3 separate regions of the Anser cygnoides genome follow, and regions 1 and 2 are each linked to region 3. Evidence: chromatin contacts called from public Hi-C data. All regions are on one chromosome and are shown on one strand. Each heading gives the region's core, a stretch centred on a gene start, on an enhancer-like site or on the middle of the called end of the contact. The rest is flanking DNA. Distances are from core to core; before and after follow the strand shown.

Region 1 (3,673 bases), core at 491-2,990, 410 kb after region 3:
CATGTTGGAAGACTCTAGGAAGGATGGAGCCCTTACTGTGAGAATAATATTGAAAATCTATCCTCAGAAATGCATCAAAGTTTTCCAGAGGGGTAAGGTTTTGGCTCCTGTAACTGTACTTCTGAACATTACACTTTCAGACTGAGTTTTGCGTCTGTAATTGCTCTTGGATGGCCAGATGCAAACTCCTCTACTTTCAGAGAAGCAAGTATCTAAATACTTCTTGGTTCTCATCCAGCTCTAGTTTAATAAGAAAGCATTTCATAGCCATGTATGATTTTTATAATCCTTAGAAGCTGCACCTAGCTCATTCATAAAACAGAAAGGAAGTGACAGAATCATGCACCTCTCATGCACTAGTCATGCACCTCTCATCGATACATGTTGGGCTTACCCAGTGACTTCAGAGATTGCTTCACGCTTATGAACGGAGCTTTTCCTAAGTGAGCAATGACCCCATGACCCTGGGTGGTCCTGTAGGAAAGTATTCCAGTCAGCAACACATGACATTACTGATCCTCAGAGCACTGGTCTTCAGTTCTATCAGCTGGAGAAGGAACCACTGAACCCAGTACTTTCAAGCGACTGGGTCTGTCGTTGCTCCCAGTGTTTTGGCGCCGATCCATGCTGCTTGCAGAAGAAACCTCTGTCAACTCAAGTCCAAATACATTCCCTCTTGTTGCGCTAAAATCTCAGGGAAAAATAAATAAATAAAACTTGTGTTTTGTCACACTTATTACTTGCAGGAGGTTTTATACAAGCAGCCAAATACAGACCACTGAGGGACCTGAATACCAGGGGCCTCAGCAAAATGTTCTTGTATTAGTTGATATTCCCCTTTGTTCTCCAACTAAAACCTTTCATAATCCATTAACTAGTTCCCTGCTTTTTAGCTCTAGTTGTCTTTTTTGTTGCTTACCCAGTCATATAGCACGGCCACCGTGACTCTGATCGTCTGTCACACGGGCTGGCATGGGGGGTTTTGCCATGTAACTGACCTCTGCTGTATCGGTGCTGCCAAGGTGTCTGACCTTTAAGTCACCTACTCTGAAGCAGAAATAATCCGTGTTCATTCATACACGGTGGATGTGGGTGACCTTTGATGTATGTTTTGCTCTTCCCTGATGAGGGCAGGACTGCTGTAACCAGCCAGGGGAGCGTTTCGACGTGATGGGCTGCGTGCAGTCCTGTTAGAGCAGCTGGGCTTCACCGTGACGGGAACTGCAGAAAAGCTGTCGTTTAGAAGGGAGAAAAGCTGCTGTAATGATTGCTATAGTTGAAGTAATGAAATAGTTTCTGGAAAGTTTCTACCAAATAGTATCAACACCATTGCAAGGTAGACATAACAACATGTAGATCTTTATACATTTGAAATGTTGAGCACGGTTAAATTATTTTGGAGCAAGCGCATTTCCAGGGAGTAGATGATGCCTTTTCATTTATCTTCTGTGCGTTTTAAAAAGACTTTCTACAAAGGGAAGCGCTCTGCTTTTCCAAACCTTTTTTTTTTTTTTTTTAAATATTCTTTTCGATCCCTTTCCACGACTCCTCCACCATCTCTCGGACACTGCAGAGGCAGAAGTGTGTTCAGCACACAAAGCTGCGGCCGGCCTCCCCTGAGAAGCGCCGAGCCGCAGCCCCCAGGCGGCCCAGCCGGAGCCGGGAGCAGAGCGCACCCCCCGGGGCCGGCGCCCCCGGGGCCGCTCCCGCAGCAGCTTGGCCCCGGCCCCGCCTCGGCGGCTCCTCCCCCGGCGCTGCCGCCTCCGGGCCCCGCTCGCCCTTGAGGCGGCCCCCAGCCACGCTCCTCTCCACTCTCCTCTCCTCTCCTCCTGCCTTTTGCTGGCATCGCTCCGGGCTCCTGCCCGCGGCTGGAGGCGCTCCGACCGGTGAGTACCCAACGCCGGGCGAATCTGCGCCCACCCCGCTCCAGTGACCTTAGCTGAGCAGAGAGGGGCTCGCTCCTGGCCGTCCAGTGCTGCTTTTTTTAGCCCCCAGACCCGCACCGGCTCGCAGACGTGGCCCGGCTGGCCTTGCTGCGCCTCCCCAGGGTCTTCTGCAAAGGCAGCCGGCAGGCGCCCGCCGGCCCCTGCAGCCCCCTGCCACCTGCAGCACCGCCGGGGCGGCCGCACTCTGAAACGTGTCGGAAGCTCTCCCCTTCGCTTTGTACGTACGTAGCTCTGAATAAAACATTCCTGGAGCTACGGGGGATACGGAGCTATGAAGCATTGAAGCTTTCATAGCACTGGAGCTATGAAAAAGTAATTTAAAAATAACTGGGAGAAATAGGAGGTTATCTTAGGCTGGGTTAAGGAGCTGGACTCAAAGATCGTTGTGGGTCCCTTCCAGCTCAGGATATTCTGAGACTCTGTGAGTGTTTGCTGTGGTACTTCACCCTGGTTAACGTGAAATAACTGCCTCGTAGTTCTGAGAATCCAGCATGTGTAGTTCTCTCCCCTAAGCAACAGCAAAGCTCCACTTTGAAAACAGTTCTTCACCCAGGACCCCACTTACGCAGCGGGATTTGTATGATTGCAGCTGGAGTAATGTTACGACCATGAGGAACAGTCCTCTGAAACTAAATCACGGGTGTTTTTGTTCCTATCCCCATTGATTGCTTTTCCTTTTTCAACTCAAAAATGTATTCCTTGTCATGTGTTCCCTGTTTGAGTGCAGACACTTAAACCAGTGAATTATCCACCTTCCTTCGCAGATGCCCTCAGAACATGTCTAACTGGACAAGTCTGTGGTATGTCTGGTAAGTTGATTGTTAATCTTACTAACCTCGGAGTAATTTGACAGATATTATGAGCAGTAATTGCAGTAAAGTAATGGGACGCGATGTGGGAAAGGGTTTCTCCTCTTTTATGAAAGCCACCAGTGGCATGACCACATCGCAGAGGAGATACGGTGTCAGGCGGGACAGAGCATTCATCTAGGGATATGTCATCTTTCCATTCTGAGTACGCTCGAGTTCAGCCGTAGCGCTTGTTTGTTCTTCCTAAATAAACAACTTTGAACACAATGGCAACTGCCCAGAACGGGCTTGTTAGGGCTTGGCACTGCGCTGCCTCCCGCGCAGTCCCCAGCTCGCTCCCTTTTATGGGACAAGGCACCGTTAGCTTGCAGCGCTGGTTTGTCATTCTGAACCCGGGCTGATTTTACAATCCTGTTCACTGGCTGCTTCACTGAGAGGGGAAAGGTAGTGGTGAGTGAAAGGCAGGGGGCTCGCCACAAGTAGATTGGTCTCTGGCATAGACCCTGCATTGTATGTATCCTGACATTATTTTTAGAGTTTGCATTCTGTCACATACTATCAATTTTGATGATAACATGCAGAGCGAGGTGGTTACTTTTAATTGTCATTCTTTGCTTTCTTAGAACGTGCTGATATAGAGCCGTTTAAAATATATATATGGTTATACAACGTGTTTTAAGGCTTCTGTAATTAGGCAGCGTTGAAATCATGAAAGCTAATGAGCCAGTGCTGAGACTGATAATGCTGCGATACCTTTCCCTAGGTGATTTCCGCCTCCATCAGAAGGCAGCGTGTGAGGGCTCACAATCCTTTATTTCACGGCACACCAGCAGGCAGCTCCTGGGTGTGAGGACTTAGGGATTAGCTAGTGCTGAGGTAACGCTCCTCACGCTGGAGGAATGTTTCATTGCAAAGTTC
Region 2 (3,944 bases), core at 1,036-3,535, 280 kb after region 3:
GCAAATGCTGCCACCTGCGTTTTACACTCTCCTCTTTCCCTCAGCCCAGGAAAAGATCACTTGGTTTGTTTGGCAGGCAATTTATAGGTTTTAATGATCGTGGAATTGCAAAAGGATTAGAATTTGTTATAATAGCCCCTTCTTCCTGAGAGCAAAAGTTAAAACTGAGGCCCAATTTACAGCAAAAACCAGGGAACATGTAAGCAAAGATTAAGCGTGTGCAGCTTGATGAGGCTCTACAGGGAGTAGATAACTACACATGCTGGCACTCCATTTACAAGGAAATCCCTAAAGATAATCTGTAGAAGCATTCTAGCCTCCAAAAGCTCAAATCCTTTGACCATTGGCTAAAACCCAGTCAAGGCTGCTGATGATAAAGACTACTCTTTGCATTTTTATGAGAAATTTTTTCTAAGATTGCAAAACATTATCATTATTAAATTCAGCAAGACCCAAAATCAAGTGAGAAGCAATTGGATTTCCATGTCAGAGGAGGAAACAATAGAAATGATCTTGTCCAACATGGCAGAACCGAGAACAGGTCCTGTTCTACACTTCACCTTCCTGCTACAGTAAGTACATTATTAATTCTGAACAGATGCAGAGTAAAAATACTGAGTACAGACAATGGACAGACATTTCTAGAACACTAGTTTAATATCTACAGTAGTTACAGCAACAGATAGAACAAGAATGACAACATTAATTAATGTGCCTGCCTTCAAAGGCTGTAATAGGTATGTATTAAACAGACAACAATTAAAAAATCTTACTGTACCAAGTTTTTGGTCAAATCCACAAAATAATCAAAAACTACAAGCTACAGTTGCTACGGATGCAAGTTTTTTTTTTTTTCTTTTGCTTTTACAATCATTGGCTACAGTAATAATTTTCACTGTTCGTTTTATTATATTCTTTCACTTGTGGCCCTTTTTGTACAATAACCGATTTTTTAGTCTCATCCATAATAAAGCTTTTGCAAATGTTATAATGCATGAGTCATAGTACTAACAGTAACACACTGCAACACCTTCAGCATGAAAAACAGACAACACTTCGGATGTCTCTTTTTGGAAAAGTCACATCTAACAGAACAAACCTGTTAGTACAATGCATGATTTAGGAGCAGAGGCCGTCAAACTAGCATGCATGGGGTCGTAAGATGTATAAAACACTAACACAAACATCTCAGGAGCAAGGGAAGAAACCCTGTGGCTTAAGCAATCCTTAGCATAGATACACACACCTAGAAATATGTACAAATCCCTGCAGAAATGAGCTCAGTCAAAAAAAAAAAAAAAGCTTTCACTGCCCCTCAGATTTTTTTAAAGCAAGGTTTCCATATTGTTTGCTGCCGCCAAGTGGCGATTATCAGTGGTGTGACGTGAATTACAGCACAGTCACCAAGGCCAGCAAGTAAAAGCAAAACAAAACAAAATATTTTTTGTTTTGTCTTCTTCAATTAGGATCTGCTGTTGTGAAATCAGATCTGAACTCTCCCTCCGTTATGGAAAAGGAACGTGGCCTTATCTGGGCCTAGGAAGTTTTACAAAAAAGATTGCTGTGTACCTGCTCCCCCCTACAAGGGCCTACTATCAGAAAAACTGGGATGTTTGTTTCCTCATACTACAATTATTCTCATAACGATCATGAAGAATTTAATCAGCAGTTACTTTCTGACCCTTTTACCTGTTGGGGAACGGAGAAAGGCGCTGACAGACTACTCCCTGCCGGCTGCATTCCGAAAGGCTCCAGCCTGATTAGCGCGTCTATCAACTTCAAAAACTACCAGTTATGGCTCAGCTCTTACACGTGTTTTATTTCAAGTCATCCAGCGACATTCCTGCCAGAAAAGACAAGCAGCGTCACTTCTCCCGAAGGAACTAGATCAGAGACGCATTCCCAATCTACTTTACTTTTTGAATTAGCATATTTTGGCTTCAGCCACGTACCAACAGCTCTTTGGTGTCGGTACAACAATTATTTGATGGTGAGGAACACCGCCGAGCCCACAGCCATTTTGTGGGGCTCGTCCCAAGCCCCATTTCCCTCATTCCCGCCAGGCCTGAGCACGCTGCGTTCGCGGACGGGCCTCGTCCAGCGCCCCCCATCTCCAAAACACTACTCCCGTATAAAACTTAAGGTCTAAACCCAACACTAAAGAGCCGGACAAGCACCTCGCAGCTGCGGGTACTAGGAGCCGAGCCGGCCGCCTGTCACCTCAGGGCGGACCCCATGGCGGAGCGGGAGCGCTGAGGCGGTGCCTTCCCGCCCAGCACCGCCCCCTGACGGAGCGGGGAGGCCGGGCCGCGGCCATGGCTGAGGAAGGAGCCGCCAAACTGCGCCTCAAACCCAGGAAGGCGCCGGCAGCCTACAGCCGGGAGCCCAGCCCTGGCTTGGAGCCCCCCCGGCGGCGCCAGTGAGTCCGGGCGGGACGGGGAAAGGGCTCCTCAGGAGCGGGGACAGCGGGGGGGGGCGCGGAGCAGCGGGGCCGCCTCAGCCTCACGTCCCCGGCCGAGGGTCGAGCGCGGCCGCGCCCTCAGAGCACGCCGCGGTCGTGCCGCCAGCACGTTGCTGGTAGCGTGAAAAGTTACTTCATAAAACGCCGCCCGAAGTGTCCTAAAGAAAATTAAGTCGACTGCACTTCGTTAAAGTGCGCCGGGCCCTGTGCCTTCTGCACGTTCCTTGGCACCAAGCAGCACCCCCAAGTGTGGAGCCTGTGAGGAATGCTCGCTTATAAAAATTAATTTATTTATTTTTTCTTCAGAATAAGACTCACAGGGACCAGAAATATTTTTATGCATTTATTTATTTATTTTCCAGCCCTCTAGTAACGGAGGGTTGAGAAAAGGATTGAAGAGGTAGGGTTCAGGTCTTGTTCCAGCCTGTTAGGATGAGCAAGTGTGCAGTCAGCTTCGCCCCTTCCAAAAACAGGCTTCAAAAGGCTGCTCTCTCCTCTCTTTGATGGCTTGTAATAATTGTCTGTGGTTTCTTCATCGTGCAGCATCATTCCTGGACTGTGACCCACGAAAATGCAACGGTTGAAGTGGGAACACTGGAACTAGAATTCCCACATTGACAACCCATCCCTCTCTTCAGATTGGCTTTTATACAGCATTACTAACATAAAAACCTTTTTATGCTTGCTTTATAGTTAATCCTTTCTAATGCCTTCCTAGGAAGGATTAGATCAAGTTGTTTAGAAAGCTAATCAGTAATTTCAGAGTGCCACGTGGGAACAGCCAAGCACACAGAGGAACCAACGCGGTTTCCCTCCTCACTGCAAACACTCCATGATTTCTGTGCTCAGCTGGTGTCAAGTTCAGTCTTTGAGAAGAAAACACCGTGCCTACGCTTAACTATTTCACTTGGAAGTAAAGACTAATAAATGCCTATATCTCATTTGTTATAAGTAGAAAGTAAGGCTTTTAGATGTTCTTTTTAAAAATTGAGTGATACTGAAAGCTGTAATGGTTACATAAGTCATGGTAGACTATAAAATGAGTTGATGGGCTAAATAATTTGTGTTCTAGAAAAATCGTGCTGTAGGCTAGACAGAGGTTCCCTTGGTGAACAAATGGTATAATAAACAGCTATTTTTTTTCCTCTACAGGGAGCCTTGGCTCTCTTTTAGACTGAAAAGTCTGCGTTTGTGTACTTACTCTTACTGACAAATACTTTTTATGTACCTCTTGGTGGTTTGACATGTTAAAGTTGTCAAATATAATACTCATTTTAGCACATATAGTGCTACTTGATCAAGAGAAAATAGGTAAGAATGGAAATGTGTTGTGCAAATGGTAGAGTTACACCAATTTGCAGTCATAAAAATCTTAACATTGTGCTTAGCCATTAATGAAAGGGATCACCACACATAGCCATTGAGTTGGGCTGGAACTGGTTAATACACCATCAGCTACTGGAAATGTAACGTTAAAACTTCT
Region 3 (3,735 bases), core at 966-3,465:
CTTCACCATAAGCACCTACATCATCAAAACACACCGGTTTATCTAAAGAATACGAGCAGCTTAGCAGACACAGAAAAGTTTTATGCGTAAGTAAAGTTGTAATCATAAAAGCCAGGGGCAGGATTCTGGATTTGGGTAAAAAAAAAAAAAAATACCTAGGGAATTATTTTTAAGTATGTGCTTCTGCTACCAATTTAAGATCTTGACCTTTCACTTCAGTTAAGCTCAACAAAGCTTTATCATTCACTTGAATATATAAAGCAAGCAAAATAAACTGGATCTTAAACAGAAACATTTTTGCCACATCATCAGAAGTAATCCCTGACATTACTTCCTGGAGTCCCCTTCTGTGGGTGGGACTACAACTCTGGGATAGCCGGAGTGCTTCACGTGACCATACAGATCTGTGAAACATTACTACGGAAAAAAAAAATCAAGTAGAAACTCACACAGAACAGATATGGACACTTTCATTACAGGCAAAAAGGTAGTAATTATTATGCTCCCCATCCCCTGCACTGCAGAGGAAAGAAATTACTCAGCACTATGAGCTGAGCAGCACTTTGTGCTTTATTTGGGGTGGGTTTGAAACGTCCAGGAATATAAGGGCATAATAAAAAACATCCGATCAATTGATCAGATGACAATTCTCTAACGATGTCAAACATCAAACCGCTCATATTCCCACCGGTCATTTTACAGCTACGCACGCCCCAAATCTGTGCCAGCAGCAGACCTGACGTGCCAATCCTGCAAACGTTAACCTATGCAAACCCAGTGACAGATTAGGTATGCGAGTCTACCCATGGCTTCCTGAGGGGGCAGACACTTTGCTTGGTGTAAAAAGTTGTAACACATTGGATTACATGTGCCGGCTTATCCTGCGGGCAGTTCTTCCCCAGCAGCCCAAGGAGCACAAGCAGCTAGTGCTGTGTCCCAGAAGAGCCCCCACTGGCTCAGTTTCAGCAGCACAGAGTAAAGCATCACATGACAGAGCTGAAGAATTTAACTTACTATTTCTCACCGCTTTACAATATTTACTTAAAGAAGACCTGTAATAAAACAAGAACCAAGGAGAGCGATCTTTGGCATTGGAGCTGGCTTACAGTTAAGGACCCAAGCCAGATCTCAGTGGTGTAGGGGCACAATTAAACCCAAACAATAGCAATTCCTCTTTCAGAATGTGGCACAAAACTTCACTGTTCGGCACAAGGAGCAGTGCCAACACTCCAGCCAGACCAGCAATGCCAAGGATCAGAAAGACACGCAGAGATTAACACAAGAAACAAACGAACGGGTTGCTACAAGCAGGAAGCAGAACCGTACCCAAACTAAACTGTATCAAAAAGTTTTTCTCTGATGAGAAATACCGAGAGGGTGAACACAAGCTCTCCAACTATTACGTGTTTTCAACCGCAGTTATTATGGCAACATCATTACGAATGTCACTGCACCGTGGAGTTGTCAAAAATGCCATGACCTGGGGCCAGAAGTCATTTAACTCAGCTGGTGCAACGCTACCCTGAGAGCTGCCGGGTTCTCAGGGAAACCTCTGACCAGAACGCGGATTTCCTTAACGCAGAAATGAAGAAGGTGACTGGGAAAAGCAGCGCTGCAGTTTATACGAGTTCCCTCATCTCGTGAGGGAAGCTTCCTTGCCCAGCAGCGCCCGAGGTGACGGGCACGGAACGGGCCGGGAGACGGGCACCGGGCAGCGACCCCCGGCTCTGTCACCGCGGACCCGGCGCCCCGGACACCGCCGTAACCAAAGCAGCCGAACAACGGCCCCAAAAGAAACCAAGCGGGGAAAAAAAGGAAAAAAATAAAAGAGACAAGCGGTGCGGGGAGGGGCGGGGAGGGGCAGAGCGGGGCCGGGAGCGGCCCCGCCACCGGGAGCGGCCCGGCCCGGGGTGCGGCAACGGTCGCTGGGAGGGCGGAGCGGGCCCGGGGGCCCCAGGACCAGGACCAGGACCGGGCCCGGGGGGCCCGGGCGTCGCTGGGGCTGCCCCCTGTGCTGCCCGTGCCCATGTCGGAGTCGCCGCCCCGCTCCCCTCCGCCCGTCCCCGCTACTCACCGGCGGCCGCGCCGGGCCCTGCCTTCCGCCCCCGCCCCCCGCCTCCGCCGCCGCAAGATGGCGGCAGGAGGGCAGCCGGCCCGCTTCCGCTTCCGGGACACGCCGGGAGGGGCGGGGCGGGGCTAGCTGCCAACCCGCCATTGGCGGCCACCGGGGGAAGGCGGGAGGACGCCGCGAGGGGCGGCGGCGCATGCGCAGATGGCGCGGGGAGGCCCGAGGGGCAGGCACGCCACGCCCTTCCCGCTGCCGAGCCAATGAGCGCTGGGCGGGTGGGGCTGGGGGCGGGGTCACGGAGCGGGCGGGAAGGCGGTGCTTGCGGGGCGTTGGGGGCGGTGGCACGTGACCACGCCCTGAGGGGCGCTGAGGGGCTCGCGCTTCCCGCCTTTCCCGCCCGCAGCGGGCTCCTGTCAGTTAGCCCCGTCAGAGCGTTTCGTAGTGAAACTCTGAAATGCATATCCCTGAGTAAAAGCAGTACTCCTGGGGCTCTTACTCTATGATTCTTACCACTTTTCTAAGGGCAGTTGCTTGGTTTTCCATCTGCTCCTTCTGTACAGCTGGAGGGGTTTCAGCCAGCCTCTCCTTCAGCACAGGGCATCCCGGCAGAGTATGAACAAGCTCAGCTCTCACCAGTACGTTCATTTTCCTCTTTTTTAAAATACAGTGTCCTTTATAGTCTCTAAACCTGTTATGCTATAACAACAGGAAGGCAAACGTAGCACCCCTTGCTTATATCTTTTTAAACAGTGTAATAAATCAGCTGTAAAGCGAATGCAGCGGTGGAACTTGCAGACTGCTGTGGAAGTCAAATCCTTGGTTTCAAGAGTTTCTAAAACTCTAATCTGGGAGAGGCAGTAGGGAGAAGTTTGGTTTCATCAGTGGAGGGTTTCTGCCTTCGTATACTTTGTAAATCCCTTTGGGTGTCGATGTTTAGATGCTAAGATGTTGAGTAGGTGAGTCCAAAGCATGTGAAGGTGCTAACAACATGGTCTAAATTTAATAATATAAAGGAGAAAAATATGAGACAGTTCCAACACTTGTCAAAAACAGAGGTGGACATTTGTATGTGGAGAATGGTTGGAAATTGCAATTTTACAATATATTGTGATATTTTCTAGGCCGTGACCAGCTGTTCTCCAAGGATAGAAGTGACTGTGAGGGCAAGTTTCTCAGTGCAGAAATTACAGGGAACAGATTTCAATACAGGACATCAACACGTGAGCCTTTTTACTTGTTAAACATTATGTATCTTTTTATTAAATAGGTCCTTATCCCCTTAAATTTTAATGCATACCCAAAGCTGCCAAGCTGATTTATTCTACGCTGATGGTCTTTCATGACACTTGTTGAAAAGTCATGTTTTTCAGATTTTCTTGCTGGCTTCTCAACTTAGGCTGAATTCAATTACCTCAGAAAGTTAATCAAATGTATTAACGGTAGAAACCAGTCACATGTATCGTCAATTTTTGATAAGTCTCAGTCCTTCAAAGATGTATACAGATGCAGACATGCTCATATGAAGTGCTCCACAACACCAGGCCAAAGCTATCAAAGGATTTAAAGAACTTGAATAAACTATCTGTTATGGAGGGACATCTCCTGTATGACTTACCAAGAGAATATTTTAATTAATTCATCTCTCTCCTGGTATCCCGAGCAGAAAG

Evidence for each region. A called contact is a pair of places that touch in the nucleus more often than the background predicts.
Region 1: a Hi-C map of liver shows a contact between it and region 3, with 4 times the contacts expected there. The contact joins the promoter of TMEM52 here to the promoter of RER1 in region 3. A contact is called at or near these places in 4 of 7 Hi-C or Micro-C datasets (granulosa cells and liver).
Region 2: a contact with region 3 is called in a Hi-C map of liver, with 2.0 times the contacts expected there. The contact joins the promoter of FAAP20 here to the promoter of RER1 in region 3. A contact is called at or near these places in 4 of 7 Hi-C or Micro-C datasets (granulosa cells and liver).

Annotation. Positions count from the first base shown.
Region 1 is chr23:6,337,029-6,340,701 of Taihu_goose_T2T_genome, reverse strand. TMEM52 (transmembrane protein 52) reads left to right here and starts at 1,740. Exons shown (of 4, transcript XM_048067562.2): 1 at 1,740-1,886; 2 at 2,674-2,755. The coding sequence starts at 2,724. LOC106044613 (a long non-coding RNA gene) reads right to left here. Exons shown (of 5, transcript XR_010826388.1): 5 at 1-1,232.
Region 2 is chr23:6,469,715-6,473,658 of Taihu_goose_T2T_genome, reverse strand. It overlaps FAAP20 (FA core complex associated protein 20), which reads left to right and starts at 2,285. Exons shown (of 4, transcript XM_048067550.2): 1 at 2,285-2,419. The coding sequence starts at 2,316. It overlaps SKI (SKI proto-oncogene), which reads right to left and starts at 2,298. Exons shown (of 13, transcript XM_013194725.3): 1 at 2,178-2,298; 2 at 1,690-1,843.
Region 3 is chr23:6,750,352-6,754,086 of Taihu_goose_T2T_genome, reverse strand. RER1 (retention in endoplasmic reticulum sorting receptor 1) reads right to left here and starts at 2,215. Exons shown (of 8, transcript XM_048067548.2): 1 at 2,075-2,215. LOC106044615 (a long non-coding RNA gene) reads left to right here and starts at 2,386. Exons shown (of 18, transcript XR_010826377.1): 1 at 2,386-2,703; 2 at 3,190-3,288.